3 separate regions of the Mus musculus genome follow, and regions 1 and 3 are each linked to region 2. A link is a contact called in public Hi-C and HiChIP or PLAC-seq data. All regions are on one chromosome and are shown on one strand. The core of a region is the stretch at or near the end of the contact, and the rest is flanking DNA. Distances in the headings are between cores, read along the strand shown. Region 1 overlaps Fggy (FGGY carbohydrate kinase domain containing). Region 2 overlaps Junos (a long non-coding RNA gene). Region 3 overlaps Fggy (FGGY carbohydrate kinase domain containing).

Evidence for each region. A called contact is a pair of places that touch in the nucleus more often than the background predicts. HiChIP or PLAC-seq counts read pairs in DNA pulled down with a chosen protein or histone mark.
Region 1: a contact with region 2 is called in a Hi-C map of liver, with 1.7 times the contacts expected there. The contact joins two enhancer-like sites. A contact is called at or near these places in 2 of 484 Hi-C or Micro-C datasets (liver and nephron progenitors), 1 of 115 datasets of contacts at active chromatin or transcription factors (embryonic stem cells) and 1 of 9 other capture datasets (adipose tissue).
Region 3: an H3K4me3 HiChIP or PLAC-seq map of bone marrow-derived macrophages shows a contact between it and region 2, with 3 times the contacts expected there. The contact joins two enhancer-like sites. A contact is called at or near these places in 4 of 484 Hi-C or Micro-C datasets (brown adipocytes, liver, myocytes and 1 more), 4 of 115 datasets of contacts at active chromatin or transcription factors (bone marrow-derived macrophages, extraembryonic endoderm stem cells, fibro-adipogenic progenitors and 1 more) and 1 of 9 other capture datasets (adipose tissue).

What each region holds. Positions count from the first base shown.
Region 1 is chr4:95,584,697-95,588,366 of GRCm38.p6, reverse strand. Fggy (FGGY carbohydrate kinase domain containing) reads right to left here. Exons shown (of 16, transcript NM_001113412.1): 2 at 2,920-3,135. The coding sequence starts at 3,123. Among named protein-coding and RNA genes, the nearest start is that of Fggy, 29 kb to the right of the region's middle. Within about 2 kb of position 1,961, at least 9 of the 459 cell types and tissues checked have an H3K27ac peak or open chromatin away from gene starts, as enhancers often do. A contact at or near this core is called in liver, where this site is marked.
Region 2 is chr4:95,159,154-95,162,981 of GRCm38.p6, reverse strand. Junos (a long non-coding RNA gene) reads right to left here. Exons shown (of 5, transcript XR_867920.3): 4 at 1,527-1,791. Among named protein-coding and RNA genes, the nearest start is that of Gm12708, 32 kb to the left of the region's middle. Within about 2 kb of position 1,516, at least 294 of the 459 cell types and tissues checked have an H3K27ac peak or open chromatin away from gene starts, as enhancers often do. A contact at or near this core is called in bone marrow-derived macrophages and liver, where this site is marked.
Region 3 is chr4:95,611,883-95,615,178 of GRCm38.p6, reverse strand. All of the region lies in intron 4 of Fggy (FGGY carbohydrate kinase domain containing), which reads right to left. Among named protein-coding and RNA genes, the nearest start is that of Fggy, 56 kb to the right of the region's middle. Within about 2 kb of position 1,733, at least 4 of the 459 cell types and tissues checked have an H3K27ac peak or open chromatin away from gene starts, as enhancers often do. A contact at or near this core is called in bone marrow-derived macrophages, where this site is marked.

The DNA of each region.
Region 1 (3,670 bases), core at 712-3,211, 420 kb before region 2:
TCAATCCTGGTGCTGGGAGGTCTAGATCAGAGCATCACTAGGGCTCAATGGCCAGCCAACATAACCTTCTAGGTGAGCTCAGGCCCCTGGGAGAGACTCTGTCTCAAAAAGGATATGGATGGATCCTAAGAACTGACATCCCAGGTTGTCATCAAGCACATACACACTGCATATACGCTCACACACGTACACCTGTGCACACAACCAAGCATACCTGTACACACATGCACATACATGCATGCCTGTATGCAAATGTGCACCCATATGAACATGTGCATAACATATGCATAAATGCATATATACAAACATAAAAATAAGAGCAATTAACAAATGACCATTGGATATATGATGATTCTTTCAGCTTATCTTTTTCCCAGTGGAAATCTAAAAACTTGTGATGTTTCCTTGATACAGTAGACCCAAAAAGCACACTTTAAGATATGGGATTGTATGTGTCTCCTAGGACTTGCGTGTTTCCAGAGAACGTTTTAGCTGTATTGAGTACTGGCCTAATAAAAGCATACCAATTTTAAGGGCCCACATTTTCCCAGAAGCAGCAGCCTGGGAAAAGGCACGACCATGCAGTGCTTAGTTAACAAGGTAAGTTCCTGGCCCCACACAGTAGCAACCTACAACACCTCTAACTGCAAGCAGGACTCACAGGGAAGGGCTGAGGCTGGGGAGAAAGAGGCCTGAAGACCTGTCTCTGAGTCATCTTAAAAGCCCTTGTCTGAACTACTTCAAAGCCTTCTTTTTTCATCTTCATGAGAAGAAAAACTGTCCGCAAAGGTTGTTATAAGGACCAAGTGACGTGATGGGCACACAGTATTGAGCACACATCTAGCACATGGTCAATCAGCAACGAATATAAGCTGCTGACATCATCACCGCCTTGTCATTACTACTGTTACTCTTCTTACTAACTGGACTAGGGGAAAAACATCTCTCAGGAGGGAAAAAGAAAAAGAAAAAAGAAAGACAGTTCACCATTGTTCTCAAGATCTCTGCTTTCCGGAGCCACTGACGAAGCAAAGGCAGGCCAGGGTAGAAGAGGCAGCAGTTCAAGTCCTAGACCACTGCTTAAGGCTTCCACAGAAGGAGCCCTGGGCAGAGGGACGGGTGGACGTTTCCCAGAGGCATTCTCTCGCACCTGCATTTCTTCTCTTTTGTCTCAGAAATCCACTCCCTATCTGCTCACCTTGTTACCATGCCCACCACCGGCAACAGTGGTTGTTTAACCCCTGACACTGCTGGGACGTTTTATAAACTGTAATCACCACAAGAGTCTTCTGAAGTTGGGGACTCTCATTAATCTTCTTTTATTGAGAAGGAAACTGGGCAAGAAATGGTAATGAGTCCAAGATCACAGCTACACATTGCTAAGTCAGGGACTCCTACCCAGGCAGTTCAATTGCAGACTACTCCGAGTATCAAAAAGGCCTCCTTGAAGCTCCTCCTCACATGAGGTTGTGAGCAGACACATCACACTCCAGCACATCTCCATATACAATGTGTGAGGCACGACCTAAGGCCCATGGGCTTTCTGCAGCTCGGCTGCAGTGAGAGGTATTGGCTGAGCACTAATGCCCTGCACTTCTGTGGCTACCAGGGCTGACACAAATGATGAGCTGACCACCACTGGGAGATGATTAAAAGTCTGCCATTAAGCCAAGCTGTGCTGGAGTAGATCTGCTTTCAGGGAACTCTTCATCAGGGAACTATATTTTCTTCTTGACAATTTCCTTAATGGCAAGAGTGTTAGAAGAACAAAAGAGACCCAAGGGCAAAGAGCAGAAGATTTTGATGGAGGCAGAGACTGGGAGTGGGGAGAGAAGAGGAAAATTAAACAGGCAGAAGAGAAGATGACCTCTCTTTTATTTCTGCAGAGTGTCTGGGTAGCGCAACCCACCTCTCTGTGGTTTTCTCTGGGGCACTAACAGCTGCTCAGAGCTCATCAAAGTTTAACCAGACCAATCAATACAGAAAAAAATGGGTGACTGTCCAGCTGAAAATTACCAAGCACTTCATGAATATTTAAGGACCTCAACTAGAAACAGGGAGAAAGACCAGAACTCAGGGTTTCATTTTTTTTTTCCTTTTGGGGGATGGAAAGGGAGATAAAAGAATGTCTGTTGTTAATGATCACCAAAATATGAAGTCATAGTAATATCACAAACTAAAACTAATGATTGAGACATGAACTAGTCACAGCCAGCGTCACCTGCTTCCTTAAGACAGCAAGCCCAGGCTTATCACAGGCCACTCAAGATGAGCATGTGTGGGGCTCATATGAAGATGCTTTCTTAGAGCATGCCATAGTTTTCTGCCCCTCATTGTTTCTCCTACCCACAATGCACTGACCCTTGTGTGTCCAACTGGGAGGATACAGAGCTCATGGTTAATAGGAATCAGACGTTTAGGTTCTTGCCCTGCTGCTGCCAGTCACTAACTCCTGATGACCGGGTAAGCTGACCAGCACTCCACTCCCCATCTCCTCCTGGAACAAAATGACCTGGGGGCAGCATTAGTGCTAGCTGTAAGGCTAGTTCCACCAAGTTCCAAGGATTCACCACAGTATGTGCTAACACACTGGCATACAACAGAGACACACTGGGTGCCGCCATGACTCTTCCTTCCTCGTTTCCACAGCTCAGGCTTCCACATCGTCTGCACTGTCTTCGTTGCCACCATGCCCTGAGAGTCAGCTCTAGCTCTGTGAACTGGCTGCAGCAGTCCTCCCAGCACATTTCAGCTGTCTGTCACTCACAGTAAGGTTTGCTTCTGAAAGGCAAAGCCTACCCCACCCAGCCACATGCCTCCATTTACCTCTAATGCTTTGTGCAGACCGAGTACCCGCATACGAAACTGCTGAGCAGCGGGGGCATGCACAGGGAGGGGCTGCCGCGGTTCTGCTCTTACCTTTGTGACAAGGCAGCATGCCGCCCAGATATCCTCTGAGGACTGCTCGTGGTGGTTGAATTGAGGCTCCCACTTCTTAATTGGCTGCTCTGCGAAAGCCAAAAGGAGCCCTCTCTGGTCCACTAGAGCCGCACGGACACTACCTGTTCCCACATCGATGCCCACATAGTAGCGACTTGGTTCCTGGTCTCTGCCAGACATCATGGTCCCCTCTACCTGTGGTGGACAAGTGCAAAAGCCATGTGAAGACAAGCAGACCTGCTCAGACAGCCAAGAAATTCATTCTCCAAAGTGGGCAGAAAAGGGGAATCCAACTACCTAGCTGGGGGCTGTGTATTTATTTATTTAACTTCCCAAAGGTTTTATTGGCACTGAGCAAGGTGGTCAGAGAACAGGCACGCGTAGCACATTCTGTTCCCACTCCTGGATGGGCGTCAGAAATTAAGCACCTGATTACAATTTGACTTAAGCAACGCTGAGACAATAAGAGGGCAGAGGGGAGCAGAGATGGAGCCGGAGCCATAAGAGATGAGCATTTACTCCGTGAATCTGAATCCACAAGCCTTGGAACCAAAAGAAGAATCATTTCCTAGCCAGGCATACAGCAAATCAGCCTCATAGGTATCCTGTGCCAAGCAGTGTATGCAGCCACGCGCTTCCACTCCTCTCTATGAGTGGACGCAAGCACATGGGAGTCTCTGCAATGCTCCTGAGCCAGAGGAGAGTCTAAAAGGCAAGCTTTTTGTTTCAC
Region 2 (3,828 bases), core at 267-2,766:
ATGGTGGTGACAACAAGTCTGTACAGCCTGGGCTGCAGGCAGCAGAAGAGGGGTGGAGGTGGTGGGGGTGGATCAGAAAGTCTCCTGGAGCAGACAGTGGCCTTCTTCTGGCATCCAGACTTGACTAGGTTTTCTCCAGGTTGAAGAGCTTGGCGAAAGGGAGGATGGGAGGCTATGCGGGGAGGATGGGAGGCTATGCAAAGGAAAGGAGGTACCTTTGCTGAGGCAAACAGGTGTGACCCTGCTGGGGTGGGGTGTGGTCACTGGAGGAGAGAGAGCTAGGTGTGTGACACTTAGGCTAACGAGGCAGGAAGATCACGAGTTCAAGTCTGGGAGTTGGGGAGATGACTCAGCAGATTAGAGCTCTTGCTGATCTCCCAGAGGACCTATGCTCTCCTCCCAGCAACCAGCATAGGGCAGCACCTAACAGCCTCTAATTCCAGTTCCTGTCTTTTGAACTCCTTGGGCAAACACACACACACACAAGCACGCACGCACGAAGTGGGGGAGGAGCAGGAGGGGGAGAAAGAGGAAACGAAATATTTGGTTTTTTTGTTTTTTTTTTTTAAGGAGTTCAAGGCTATCCCCAGCTACTTGGTGAGTTAGAGACTATTCTAGGCTATATAAGGACAAGTCTCAAAGAAAGAGAGAAAAATTAGATACTGACCCAGAGTCTGAGATGAGCCAGTGACTTCTGGAAGCTTCAGAGTCCTCACCTGTACAGTGGACATAATGCCGGCTTTCCAAGTTTCTTTATGAAATGAGACACATGCACGACTATATCCTGACTCAGTGCTACTCTTTATATTCACCTCATAAAACTCCCTCCCTCAATAAAATTTTTTAAATGAGCATATTTTTACTTATGCTCCCAGAAGCACTAAGAATCTATCTCATGATTAGTCATACGCCATAACAATACAATTAATAATAATGTTAATTACTGCTGATTGAAGGCACTAAGTGCTTAATATGTATAATCTATAGCTAATCTAACCCTCGGAGCGTATCTAAAGATAAGTATCATTACTCCCATTTTATGGGTGAGGATAATGAGACAGAGAAGTTAGGAAATGTACACAGGTCACCCGCTGGGTAGGGATAGGTCTGGCCTTTGAGAAGAAAAAAAAAAGTGCATCTACAAAAAGGTCAGAGTAGAGTGAGGAATGCCCTGAGTTTGGAGTTCATGTTGGTCTTGGCGATCTCCCTCTGTTTCTTTCTCAGAAAGAAAGCAAACATTTTAAGTGTCCACGGAGAGAGGGGCAGCCTTACAGATGAGGAAGAAGGGTCCGAGCTCAGGCTCCCCCAGCCGCCCAGGACCGTGGCTGTCCTGCGCAGGTCCCTGCGCTGCCCCTTCCCACCGTGGGTGGCTCCCAGCGGCAGGGAATCACATTATCTGTTGGGAAGGCGTCCAACACCCTCCTCCCGCCAGCCAGTGTTTGCTCAAGGCCTAGCTCTTCAGAAACTGAAACCAGCAGCCCGAGCTGCCAGCCTGAGGACGCCCGCGGGCTCTGCCCAGGCTTTACCTTCTATGGGGAGGCCCGCGGAGGGCGGAGCGAGCCGGCGCCGCTGACGTGGCCGCCCTGCCCTCGCCCCGGGCGCCCGCCTCCTCCGCGCCGGGTGTGGGAGCGCGGGGCTGGGAGAGCGAGGTGCGCGGGCGTGGGAGCGCAGGAGCAGCCGGCGTCTGGTGCGGGAGGCTGGGGTGGCGAAGCGCGGGCGGGGCAGGCGGTGGCGGCCGGAGAGCCCGGGGCGAGCAGTGGAGGGCAGGAGAGTAGGGCGTGAGTCTTAGAGCTAGGAGAGGAGAAAGAAAATAATGTCTGGTCATTATGTTTGGCGACAGGGACCGAACCTAGTACCCAAGAAGCGCTCAGGACATGTTGACAGTGGTACTGTCCTTGCCCATCCGATAGGGGGACAGTGTGCCCTATGAGTTTATGAACTTTCTTCCTTCACAGTGTTTAGGCACAGACTGAAGGAGATCAGGCGATCCGAGAGGGTGTAAAGGATGAGAATGGATAGGGACTCAAACTTGCTGTCTCCCAACACTGATGTGATGACCTCAGAAAGCTTGAGCGGGACAGTAGCTGAATTAGAATCCAGAAGGCAAACTTAGAAAAGCACTTTGTAAACCACTGACTTAAGACAAAGGTCTCTTTCACCTTCAGAGTTCCTTCAGCTACGTCCTCTTACTAGCAAAGCAAATAAACCCACAATTTGCTTCCTAAATAATTAATCAAAACCCAGAAGTCACTCAACACATTTTCAGTAAATATTCACTGGAAATGTCTAAGTACCAGTTGTGGCCAAGTGCTATGCTGGGCACTCAGGGGGTGGCAAAGGAGACGAACAAAGGCTATGTCCTCATGCATTACCCAAACTGTTGGACACAGAAATCGAACAACTCAGATACTGACATCCAACTAACCAAAGATACAGGTGTGTCTACAGTAGACAGATAATGTTTTCAGTCAAAAGTAAATAAAGGTGTCTTTCTCTTCTGTGGCCTCATAAGTAGAGAGAGAATCTTGCCTCTGTACATGAGCTAGAGAGAGAGGGGGGAGAGAGAGAAAGAGATAGAGAGAGTATTAATTCTGTTATGGATCTAGCAAGTCCAAGTTCCTGAGATTAGCAGCATAAGGCTGCGTGGAGAAAGCCTACAGGAAGAGCCCATGGCTTGCTTCCTGTTTATGTGTCCCTCCTCACAAGAAACTCCTAACAGATGGCCCCCACTCAGTTCTCAGTGAGTGAGTGTCTAAGAGGATGACCTTTGAAACCAGGTTTCAAGAGTTGACTTCAAGGCCTGTCTTAGCAGACCTCTAACCACGGGCCAAGTACTTAACCTCTGTGTGCCTATGCTCCTATTCTGTGAAGTGTTATGGATAATACCTAGTCCACAGAATTCTAGGCATTAGAGACGGTGCTTTAAGCAGGTGGCAGGGATTCGGTGTGTGCGCAGCAGTGCTTTGGTGCTCTCTGCCTAGAGAAACCTTCCTCCCCCTTTCTCTTCTGGGAGAGTGTGTATTTATAGTCCAATGTCACCTCCTTTCTGGAACCTCCCTTGCTTTATTGGCAAGGTAATTGGATGCTTTGTCTTCTATGTTCCCATCTCTTTCATAGTACCTTAGAGGACCCTTCATGCTCCAATTAGGTTGTCTAATGTGGTGTGTTTTCCTTCTTTATTCGACTACAAGTTCTTAAAGAGTGGGGACTATCTACAATTTGCCCCATCTCTAAGAAACCAGGCAGTCCCCAGAGCAGGGTGAGCTCTTGACACTCTCTTGAGTGAGTGGGTGGATGGGTGAGTGGGTGGGTGGATGGGTGAGGGGGTGGGTGGATGGGTGAGGGGGTGGGTGGATGGGTGAGGGGGTGGGTGGATGGGTGAGGGGGTGGGTGGATGGGTGAGTGGGTGGGTGAATGGGTGAGTGGGTGGGTGGAGGGTGAATGAGTGGGTGGATGGGTGAGGGGGTGGGTGGATGGGTGAGGGGGTGAGTGGGTGGGTAAGAGGGTGGGTGGATGGGTGAGGGGGTGGGTGGATGGGTGAGGGGGTGAGTGGGTGGGTAAGAGGGTGGGTGGATGGGTGAGTGGGTAGGTGGATTGGTGCTGATGGATGGATGATAGGTGAAGTAATCCTCCCAGGACTGTGAAATTCGAGTCCAGAGTCTGTGTTTAGTTTATGTGGAGAATATCGCATTTTTGAGTTTCTGTTTTGCCATCTGGATCTTGGAATAAAAGCACTGTATTTGGGGGTCAGAAGTTTAGGGCAGATGTATACATACATGACAGCACACAGATGTATACATACATGTATACATACATGACAGCACACAG
Region 3 (3,296 bases), core at 484-2,983, 450 kb before region 2:
ATAGACTATAGACTCTTCCTAAAAAGGAGCTTAGAATCGAGCATGGGAGACATAGGCCTTCATGTTACTTAAGAGCAGCAAGGACTGTGAAGGAGATAGACATTTACTTAGCATATGCCAAAAAGAGCAAACAAACAAATAAATGCATAGCCTCACTGAATGAACGCAGATTATAATATTATGACTTAAACATTGATATGAAGAACGTGAGACCCATATGTATTTGGTGACAGAACTATTAATAGCAGAATCAAAGTTGATTAAGAATAACCAGACTCCAAAAACTGGGGAAATGGAGTGGAATTAGCATTCAAATGAATTAGTTTCAGAAGTGCTCCCTGAATACTAAGTATTGTTCTAAGCAGTTTACATATTTGATTATATGGTCTCCCAGAAGACCTATAGGAGAGAGAAAGAGAGAGAGAGAGAGAGAGAGAGAGAGAGAGAGAGAGAGAGAGAGAGAAAGAGAAAGAGAGAAAGAGAGAGAGAGAGTGTGTGTGTTAAGATATTCAGTAATCGTTATAGGACATGAAATTGAAGCAAAGAGTAATTAAATTCACCAGTTTATCAAAGCCAGGAAACTACAAAGTGGCACTAGAGCTTACTGTGTTCCCTGCTGTCTGGCTCTGGGGTCTATGAGGTGCTGGAAGATACAACTAAAGAGGAAGCTTGGAGATTATTATAATTGTTTAAATAATTTTTCCTTTACTTTTATTGTATATATTTTGTACATCTGTGCACCATATATGTGAAGTGCCTGCAGAGGCCAGAAAATTGAAGATATCCTGGGACTAGAGCTACAGATAGTTGTGAGTTGCCATGTAGGTACTGGATATTGAACACTGGTCCTCAGAACAAGAAGCAAATGCTCTTAACCAATGAGCCATCTCTCCAGCCTCTGATTACAAAATCTTGTTCACAATCCTCAAGCTGGCTAGGGAGAACATGTGAACTACTCCTGATGACTGTTCAAGTTCCAAAATACTTGCTTTATAAAGCACAGAATCTGTATGGCTATCAAGGAAAGCACTGCCATGAGAAAGAAATGAATATAAAGGGAAGTTAAAAAGTGAGGAAGGGGAGATGGAGGGAAGGAGAGACAACATCAGGGCCTGGGCAACATTGATAAGGGCTCATCAACTGTGCCCATGAACAAGGAGAAGAAACTGTGAGAGGGCCAGTCAGAAAGACTTCTCCTAAAATCAGTAAGAAATCAGAAAGGAATGGCAGACACCATCCATCCCTGAGGAAAGGGTGACTGCGTATGCAGCTTTAGAACAATTGAGACAGCAAGCACCTGGTAGATTCCAGAAGTGAACAGTCAAGAGGAAGGAGAACCAGCTCCCTCATGCATTTCTCACAAGAGGACAAAGAGCAGAGAAGAAGGAAAACAGGTCAAATAGAGGATATACACAGAGATCAGGAACAATGGAGATTAAGTAGGAAGAAGGAGGCCAAATAACAACAGAAGCAAGTGGACAAAAAGACAAAGGGAGTATTGGGTAAAAAGAAAGAACAGGCTAAGCATGAGCTATGAACAGAATGGAAGGAAAAATAAGGGAAAGACAATGACAGAGAGAGTATGAAGAAGGAAGGAGGAAGAGGAGGAGAAGAGGAAGAAATTCTGTGGGAAGCAGTGGGAACACAACAATGTCTTCAAGGAGACTGTGTATGGGGAGAGAAGGGCAGAGCCTGACTCTCTCAGTCCTTCCTTTAAATGAATGAAGTCATGTCTGATGTCACCGTCTGAGTCAAATGCCACTCAGAAGGAACGGTGGAAAGGTCTGTATCTTGTATTCAGTCCTATCCCCATGAATGAGAGGGGCTAACACTGGGATTTTTTTCGCCTTAGGGCACTGTGTAGCCTACTCTCGAGATGTGTGGAGTAAGATGAATGTTCCACCTAATCAGAAAGGAAGCTGAGCCATGAGAGTGCTCAAAGCTCCTCCTTGGAATTCTCAGGTTAATGTCCTTAGAGTGAGAGAGCTGGAAGTGGGTGGCAAACAACTGCTGGCTTTCTCTCACTGTGGCTAATGGGCAACTGGAATCTATACCATGATGTTCCAAAAGGAAATTCCAATTATAAACAGACCTCCAAGGACCTTGACTACCTAGTGCTCATTCTTCAGGGCTCATTCTTTAGGTACCACAGAGTATCCCTTACAAATTCTACTACCCCTAGTACTCCTAATCTAACCCTACCTTACCCCCTAGACAACCTCCCTGTCCTGTGACCTTGGCCTGTGAGCTGTGTAAAACTTGAGTACAATCTGAAACAGACCTCCCAACTCTACCAGACAGCGACTGCAGTAAGTGTGCCCCTCTTAGCATATCTCATTGCTTCAGATAGGACCTGGGAGCTCCTGTTTAAATAGGAACTGAGAGGTTCATGTTCAAATGGATGAGTGTTATTTTGGCAATATCCTAGTAGAAGTTGCTAATGTGATTTTCTTCATCTTTCTTCAAAGTCTGAAGAGCAGACAGTAAGCAACCTCTGTTTCAAAGAGGTCAGAGTCTGTTTACCGTGACTCATTTGGGATCCCATTTCACAGAGCATCTTGCTATAGTTTAGGTTAAGTGTCCCACAAAGCCCATAAAACTAAAGACAAAGGCATGGTGACCAGGCTGTGATTCTGTTGTAAAGTGATGAGACTTTGGGAACAGAAAGGTGACTAGTGTACTTTTTTATTAATTAACAAAAGAAAACATCCTTTTAAAATTGTTTTGGTTTGGAGAATAGCTTTTTTTTTAATGAGGGTTTATTTTGAAAATAAAATTTTCACTCAAACTTATACGAACACAATCCAAAATAAGATAATATCTAGTGACAGTTTTTCTGGTCAGATGACTTTACATAACTTTATAAAATATTCACATATGAATATCCCTTACTAATGCAAGTCTCTGATTTAAACCTAACTAAACATTATTGTAGTATCTTTTATTTTATAGTGTCAACAAGCTTATAAATTAGTAAATCTACTAAAATTTACATGTATGCATCCTTTCCTAAAAGCTGTCTGTAAAGATTAAGCATAATTTTTGTCAAGGCCTTGTCCCTTAAACAATGTGAACCCTATCTCCTTCACTGTTGGATTACTTAATTGGGCACAGAAACAAGCATATCAAAAATATATCCCAATAATCAAATGTTTTGATTCACAGAGTTTAGACCCCTTAGCAATGCTGTAATAACAGGTAGCGCAGTGGAGTCCTCTGACTTAGTAATCTCTCCAATGATGCTCAAATGCATACCTTTGGGGGATTTTTGAGTCAGAAGACATGGACCACTGAGA